Linked DNA regions of Capra hircus: all the other regions are linked to region 3. Evidence: chromatin contacts called from public Hi-C data. All regions are on one chromosome and are shown on one strand. The core of a region is the stretch at or near the end of the contact, and the rest is flanking DNA. Distances in the headings are between cores, read along the strand shown.

The links. A called contact is a pair of places that touch in the nucleus more often than the background predicts.
Region 1: a Hi-C map of liver shows a contact between it and region 3, with 2.1 times the contacts expected there. The contact joins two enhancer-like sites. A contact is called at or near these places in 2 of 5 Hi-C or Micro-C datasets (blood and liver).
Region 2: a contact with region 3 is called in a Hi-C map of liver, with 4 times the contacts expected there. The contact joins two enhancer-like sites. A contact is called at or near these places in 2 of 5 Hi-C or Micro-C datasets (blood and liver).

The regions. Positions count from the first base shown.
Region 1 is chr28:38,043,433-38,046,132 of ARS1.2, forward strand. No RefSeq gene overlaps it. Among named protein-coding and RNA genes, the nearest start is that of TARBP1, 40 kb to the right of the region's middle. Within about 2 kb of position 1,294, at least 3 of the 5 cell types and tissues checked have an H3K27ac peak or open chromatin away from gene starts, as enhancers often do.
Region 2 is chr28:38,061,992-38,064,691 of ARS1.2, forward strand. No RefSeq gene overlaps it. Among named protein-coding and RNA genes, the nearest start is that of TARBP1, 22 kb to the right of the region's middle. Within about 2 kb of position 1,345, at least 5 of the 5 cell types and tissues checked have an H3K27ac peak or open chromatin away from gene starts, as enhancers often do.
Region 3 is chr28:37,962,282-37,964,981 of ARS1.2, forward strand. No RefSeq gene overlaps it. Among named protein-coding and RNA genes, the nearest start is that of IRF2BP2, 9.6 kb to the left of the region's middle. Within about 2 kb of position 1,275, at least 5 of the 5 cell types and tissues checked have an H3K27ac peak or open chromatin away from gene starts, as enhancers often do.

The DNA of each region.
Region 1 (2,700 bases), core at 44-2,543, 81 kb after region 3:
ACAGAATTCATAAAAGAATTTACTTGATTGTTTTTTAAAGGGTCTTCTTGGATGTGGACCATTTGTGAAGTCTTTATTGAATTTGTTGCAATGTTGTTTCTGTTTTTATGTTTTGTTTTCTTGGCCAAGAGGCATGTGGGATCTCAGCTCCCCGACTAGGAATTGAACCTGCCCCCACTGCAATGGGAGGTGAAATCTTAACCACTGGATCACCAGGGAAGTCCCAGGAGACCATTTAGAAGGACAAACCTTTGCAGTTAGCAAGTCATCAACATCTGGTCTTGGTGAAAAGGAAGGGCAGCTGCAGACAAGGAGACCGACCGGTGGAAACAACACAGATGACCTACACCTTGATGGGGCTACATATCAACATTGATCCCTTATAGAGGGTGGAGCCAGCCTATCCTAGCTGGGGAACCCCAAATTCTGCTTTCAGTGACCTACAGCCCTGGCTGGGGGCACCTAGGTCTAGCAAGCAGTCCAACCACAGGGCATGACTGCAGGGAAAAGACAGAAGCAGCACAAAAGAACGGGGGACTTCCCTGATGATCCAATGGTTCGAATCCACGTTCCAGTGCAGGGGACATGGATTCCATCCCTGGGGGAGGAACTAAGACTCCTCATGCCAGGTGGCAACTCAGCCCCGGAGCCACAACCACTGAGCCCATGCTCCACAAGAGAACCTCAGGCGCTGCAACTAGAGAAAAGCCTGAATGCCACAACAAAGACCCAGCAAAGGCAAAAAAAAAAAAAAAAAAAGGAATGGTGGCATTCTCATGGCTGCGGTGCAGAGAGGGTTTGACTGATCTCTGAGAAGAGGACCTAGTGTTTTTCACGATCACTATATTCCAGATGCAAACATTCTCAGGCAGGAGAATGGTCCCTAAAGGATTGGTCTACCAACTGAAGAGTGAGAAACTGTTTATAGAGTCACGCCTGGACTTCCTCGAACATTCCTCCTGCACACACTCATGGACACAGACGTGCACACGGGGTGCCTGACCGAGGGGCAGGGGGACCCAGCTGGTGGCTCAGACGGTAAAGCGTATGTCTATGATGCAGGAGACCCGGGTTCGATCCCTGGGTCGGGAAGATCCCCTGGAGAAGGAAATGGCAATCCACTCCAGTACTATTGCCTGGAAAATCCCATGGACAGAGGAGCCAGGTAGGCTACAGTCCATGGGGTCGCAAAGAGTCGGACACGACTGAGCAACTTCACTTTCACTACGCTGGCCAGAGCTCCCTGGGGTCCTTAGTACCTGGAGAAGTGACAGAAGAGGCGAGGGCTGGCCTCACCGCACCAAGGATCAGCTAAACGAACCTGGTACCCAGAGTTTTCCTTTCCCTGCAGAGGGACTGGAGCTGAGAGACTGGAACACAGGAAAAACTGGAATATCCCCATTTTCCTTCCCCAGTGTCTCTCTGGCGGTCATGACAACAGAGAGGAGGCTGACGGGGGTGGATCAATCTTTCTCCGGCTCTGGAGTGAGTCATTTGGCAAATAGCTTCATGTGGAAGTTACAAAACCTCTTGGGTCACCTATGGAAACCCCAGTGTTCAGAAACCACAGCAAAGTTTCTGTTTGTTTTTGGGTTTGTTTTTTTTTTTGCTGTTGAGCTCACTTCCGCAGCGGCAGGGATACAGGCGAATCACAAACCGCACACCGACCGCGCACATGCGTTCCACCTGCGGATGGACACGCTGCCTTCGGCCAGGAGGACCCCGGAAGTCCCTTCCATCCGCCGTTACAGTTTCTTTGGTGTGTTGCCTATTGGGTCTCTGTTGTACTGATTTGTCCAGGCCACTCCCAAGATGGGGGAGCTGCTACGGTCCTCTGAGGGACCTTTCCCGTGGAGCCCGGAGAAAGCTATTACTATAGACATGTTTTAAGGGGGAATTTGCTTGCTTTGTGTTCCCTACACAGATTTTAGGGGTTTCTTTTACCCCCTTGGGGATAAAAATCATTACAAGAAAAACCCACAAAACTTTTGACGCCTGTGGTATTTCTGCTGTTTCGGCTTTTAGTCCACTGAAATTATTTTGGAAACAAAGTAGCTCTCAATTTTTCAATAGCCACCTTCTATCCCAGTGGCTGCCACGTATACAAATTCAGTCACTCAGGAAGTATTTTTGAGCATTGCCTATGATCCAGGGACTGTTGAGTTTGCTGAGTATACAGCTTTGAACAACACTGATAACACTTCTTGGTTTCAGGAAGCTTACATCACAGTAATAACTAAAAAAACTTCACAGATATGCTATGAACTGAAACCAGAATTAGGGCTGGATAAAGACCCACTTAAACTTAATGGCCTACCTTTATTAATATATATGCAACTATTGTTCTCAAGTCATTGTTAGTGTACACAAGGGGCTTACCTGGTGGCTCAGTTGGCAAACAGTCTGCCTGCAGTGCAAAAGACCAAGTTCCATACCTGGGTCAGGAAGATCCCCTGGAGAAAGAAATGGCAACCCACTTCAAGTATTCTTGCCTGGGAAATCTCACGGACAGAGGAGCCTGGCAGCATACAGCCCACAGGGTCGGAAAGAGTTGGACAAGACTTAGGGACTAAAGGTACCTACCTACTAGTGTACATGGATATACAACAGGCATCCCCCCAACGTGGCAGGGGGGTGGAGGTGGGGGTTGGCTGTGTCACTGAAAATTTTGGACTCTGTGAATTCTCCTACAGTGATGAC
Region 2 (2,700 bases), core at 95-2,594, 100 kb after region 3:
GGCCAAGTTTCCGGTGTGTAATGAAAACCGAAACCCAGTGTTGGGTTTCCTTACCAAATTCACACAGCGCTGGTCATGACAAGGGACTAAGTGTGAGGTGGCAGGGCAGAGCTAGGACACACAGCCATCAGTTCTATTTCTAGCTCGGCCACCGGCTTGCTGTGTGGCCTGAGGCCAGTCCCCTACCCTCACGCCTGCAGTTACCTGCCTCCAGTATAGAGGGGGAGCTTTTCACCAGAAAGTTAGCTTTCTGGTTCAGAAAGGTGTTTTGAGATAGTAGCATTCCTCTGCATCATTTTTAGTTATAGCACAGAGGCACTTGAGAATATTATGACCATCCCACTTGTGTGTATTATCCATTTTTAAAAATATTTAAATAAAATTGAAACAAAATCTATTCCATTTATTTAGGCCCTCTGTCTGCATTCTGAAGTCTTGCTCTTATTTCTTTCTAAGCTTCAGCTTTTGATTCCAGGCACATTTATATTTACAATTATAGAGAACAGTGCGGAAGGGATTATTGCATGATTTAGAGGGTTTATCTAAATGACCTCCCAGACCTCTCCTAACTCAAAGGTTCTGTGAGTCTATGAAATGCCTTGACGAAGGAGAACAAACCCAGGCCTTCAAGTCCAAAATACCTGTGTCTATTTTCTAGCTCTCGCATTTACTGGCTGTGTGACTTCTGGCGAGCGACTTAACCTCTCTGAGCCCAGATTTCTCATCTGAAAACCTGGGGCAATGCCAAATACTAAGTCGTTGTCAGGAAGATGAAATAATAAAGTACTTTTCAGACATGGGACAGGGTGCCAGACAAAGAGTAGGTGCCAAGGTTTTGCTTGTCTTGATTCACACACGTTTCTGATTGGGTCAAAAATGTAGGTCATATTTGAATATTGCCTTTGTCTTCCCTTTCAGGGCCCTACTTCAGAAAGAGAAAGAAGGAAATAAAAAGTGACTCGCTGAGGCCCTTCTGAAAGCATCACCCATATATTGAAATATTCCTTCCAGTCAAAAACTAGGTTATTAATTATACATTGCTATTGGAACAGAAAATAAGAAGAGGCTTCACTGCTTATGACCCAGAACTTGACCATTGTTTGATTTCGATTATTTCCTGCTATCTGCGTAATGTATCCCAAATGTGAGATTTGCAGTGTTGAGAGTCCAACCAACTGTAGCCTGAATGATTGTCCGTAATATTTAGTAAATGCCCTGGAATGACTGTTCATTTCCACTCCAGGCAGCGCATTTCTGGGGGATTATTTCACTGCATGGGTGGCCCAAGTCCCTTGGCCTTCAGCCTCACAGCTCATTCCACAGCTCTGGGCAAGCAGCAACCACCCCAAAACGCGAGTCTTTCTTCCCGGCCCCAGTGGCATGAGTAACATCATTAACTCTTTGGGGCTGAGGTCTGGGATGACGTCAAAATCTTCCACCCCACTGTGTTAGCTGACAGAATACCAGAGTAACAAAGTTTTGGCAGTTTGTTTTCACGCCAGCAACGTGCCTGCCCTCATACACAATCTTGGGATATTTTTTTCCTCTTCTTTTCCAGCAGGATTGTGGGTTTCAAAATGGAAGCAAAGTCCTCCCCGCGTCTAGCTCCAGTTCTGAGAACAAATGGGCAAGAAGGCTCCGAAATTCTACAGACAAGGGGAAATGCTGCTGACGTGTCCCCGCGAGGGACAGGACAGGAAGAGCACAGCTGTGCCGTGTGCCGTTTCACATGCTCCTCTGCCGATGAGCTTTGTAAAGTGTAAAAACGTTGCAGGGCGCTCCCTAAGAGGAGACACACAAACACATTTCCTCTGGGCCCCGGGCCAGCGCTGGGGCAGGCAGAGGCCGCGCAAGTGCACTGTGGATGCCGCGCGCCATCTGGTGGCCAGGAGGTGACATTGCGGGCACCATCCGGGCTTTTACACCATTGATCTGCAGTCATTTCACGGAAGGAGCAATTTTGTTCAGTTGCTCAGTCGTGTCCAACTATTTGCGACCCCTTGGACTGCAGCACGCCAGGCTTCCCTGTCCTTTACCATCTCGCAGAGCTTCCTCAAATTCATGTCCATTGAGTCGGTGATACCATCCAACCATCTCGTACTCTGTTGTCCCCTTCTCCTTCTGCCTTCAATCTTTTCCACCATCAGGATCTTTTCTAACGAGGTGGCCAAGTATTGGAGCTTCAGCTTCAGCATCAGTCCTTCCAATGAATATTCAGGGTTGGTTTCCTTTAGGATTGACTGATTTGAGCTCCTTGCAGTTCGAGGGATTCTCAAGCGTCTTCTCCAGCACCGCAATTCAAAAGCATTGTTTCTTTGACACTCAGCCTTCTTTATAGTCCAACTCTCACATCCATACATGACTACTGGAAAAACCATAGCTTTGAATAAAGGACCCTTTGTTGGCAAAGTAATGTCTCTGCTTTTTAATATGCTGTCTAGGTTGGTCAGAGCTTTTCTTCCAAGGAGCAAGTGTCTTTTAATTTCATGGCTGCAGTCACCATCTGCAGTGATTTTGGAGCCAAAGAAAATAAAGTCTCTCACTGTTTCCATTGTTTCCCCATCTATTTGCCATGAAGTGTTGGGACTGGGCGCCATGATCTTTGTCTTCTTAATGTTGAGTTTTAAGCCAGCTTTTTCACTCTCCTCTTTCACTTTCATCAAGAGGCTCTTTAGTCCTTCGCTTTCTGCCATAAGGGTG
Region 3 (2,700 bases), core at 25-2,524:
CGGAGCGAAGGGCCTAAATTTATTTTAATGTATGGAAAGAGTTTTTGTAACTCAAATTACTTTTATTTTTAACTCAAATTATTTTTAAGCTCAAAATCACTGAGCTTTATTTTCCTTTATCGTAGGATTTTAAAATATTAAACCGTACCAGTGAGAGTTGTGCAGAGAAGTGAAACGTAGGAGTAAGGATTGTCTAGGACTTGAATAAATCAGCATTTCTTTACACACAGCCTTGGCCTTGGGCCCTTCATGTTCTCTACAGCGTGAGAGAGCTGCAAAGTAGAAAGAGGCTGCTGCATGCCTTAACCCAAGTTGTTACTCCAGCCTCCAAACAGCAATTTGATTAGCTTTTTTTCGGTGATAAAAGATAAAGATTTATTGTAACTCACATACAATTGAAATCAGAATTTCACAGGAGGGTCACAGTCATTAGGGAAGTTTTGGAATACTACTGTCTTAACAAGCACCATATGGGCTGTCGCTGTTATTATTTAACACCTATTAAGGAGGCACATTACTCTAGGCTTTGAACAGCTGAGAGGCCATAGCCCCCACCGTCCTTGGAGTTCCAGTCGATGCCGAAGGTAGGGTGCGTGTTTTCTGGATGAAGGGCGCGTACCGACAAGACTTAACGGTGAGTTGGTTTCTTTCCAGGAGTTGGAAAGTATAGTCAGAGCTAAATTCTTCTATAGAGAACCGACTCTCTTCCGGAGCTTACATCCGGAACTTTGGTGGAATTCTGACATAGGAACACAAGCCTATACTCAAGGCGCTTTAATTAGGTCCAACGGGCAGCCATCACGCACCAAAGGGGCCACGGGACACCATTTTCTTCATGTAAATCAAGAGGCCGGTTGAAAATATGGGAGCTAGGTCGTAACTGTGAAACTGTAGATCTTTTTCCACTTTTTATGGTTGCTCAGAATGGCGTTTTTTAAAAGGAAGAAAACAACCGCCGGTTCAGCCAAGCCCTGTTGACTCGAGGGGAAGGAAAGGGGCGGAGGCTCCCGGACTCTCCAGCCGCCTGCGTAAAGGCCTTCGCCCACGAGGAGACCTTGCTGTGGTTTCCAGTGCTGCACCCTGACTCACGCCGCGCCCGTATTTATTTATTCTAGAACTTTTTCCCGGGCAGCACAAACGGCACAGCGCCGCTCCCCGCGCCGCTATCTGCGCACGTGGCTCCGCGCGACCCCGCGGCGGGACCCGGCGGCGGGCGGGGCCGGGGCGGGGCCAGAGGGCCGGGGGCGGGCCCATGGCGGGGCGGGGCCGGGCCCGGACCCGGAAGCAGCGGCGGCGCACCCGCCCCGCAAGGCCTCCCTGGCCCATCCCGCACTGAGCGCCAGGCCCAAGGGCGAGCCAGCTGCAGCGGCTATAATTAGAGGGGAGCTGCGGCCCTGCCGAGCCTGAGCCCTCGCGCCCCCCGCCGGCGTTCCTGGGAGGAATGTGCGGGCGCGAGGCCGTGCGTTGCCGCCAGCGCGCTCCCTGGACGGTCACCTCGTGATGGACCAAATAAAGTAAAAGGTCTGGCTCCTGCTGAGCGAGGCCGAGCAAGCGACCCGGGAGCCAGCCCAGGGGTGTGGCGAGCCCTCGGCTGCCCAGAAAAGATCAAACGCTCGTCGGCAACAGCCGTGCCTGCCGCCTGCGAGGGTCCTTACGCGGGCCAACCAGTACAGGGTAGATTTGTCTTAAGTTGGAGATGGCACATGACAAGAGCGGCCCCAAATGTCACTCCCATTTTGGAAATCATGATGCTGCCTTTTTTTTTTTTTTTAAAGACTGTGGCTATAATAAGGCAAATGTTCCATGCTGGTGGAGTAAGCACTCATGCTTAAGGGGCAACTGTATTAGCAAAAAACACTGATGCACGGTACACGTTAATACAAATGTATTTATTAAGTAAATCTCAGGGTGTGCTCCTGTGGGTACTACCAAGCCAGATTAAGTCTGTAACAACTGACTGCTAAAAGAGAGTCGTCTTTTTAGAGAAAAACTTATACCTTAGAAAAATTTTTTTTCTACTAGTGGGCCCTTGAGGTGCCACCAATTAATTAACTTCTAATTTTTGTTAATTATTGAATTTAATACTCTGTAGCAGTATCTTCCAAAATAATAATAAGCATGAGCCCATCCTTTTAACAAAATGACTCTTCATTACTAGCCTTGGGGCAGGGGCCTAGGAGCTTCACTGTGATCTAAGAGTTGTATAACATTTTCGGACATTGTTTAAGAAAGAATTGCAGAAGATAGACAGGAATCTAAAAAAAAATTAAATCTTTGCTCCAGGCTTAAGAATACCTAGACACAACCCTACTAAAAGACTGCCTTCATCAACATATTTTTCTTTCTAGATAGCAGGCACAAAAACCAGTTTAGAAGCTTGAGATGGAAATCATACAAAACAGTCCACTCCTTATATATTTTATCGAGGAACCTGGAAGCCTTTTCGGTGGAAATTTGATTCCTAGGAAGTTATTCTGGCTGGAGCCTGTTTTTCTTGACACAGTAGCGATGTACTCACAGCCTGCTCTGCTCCTTCACAAAGCTCTGAGGGGAAACTATGTTGAGAGATACAAATTCAAGTTTTTGTGAAAACACACCTCAGCATTGTCCAGTTCTATTCCAGATACACAGAAACAGTGAATAAAGGTCAAAGAGTCTCCAGATACCTTGGGCTTTGTGTGGTCATTTCAGGTAATTCAG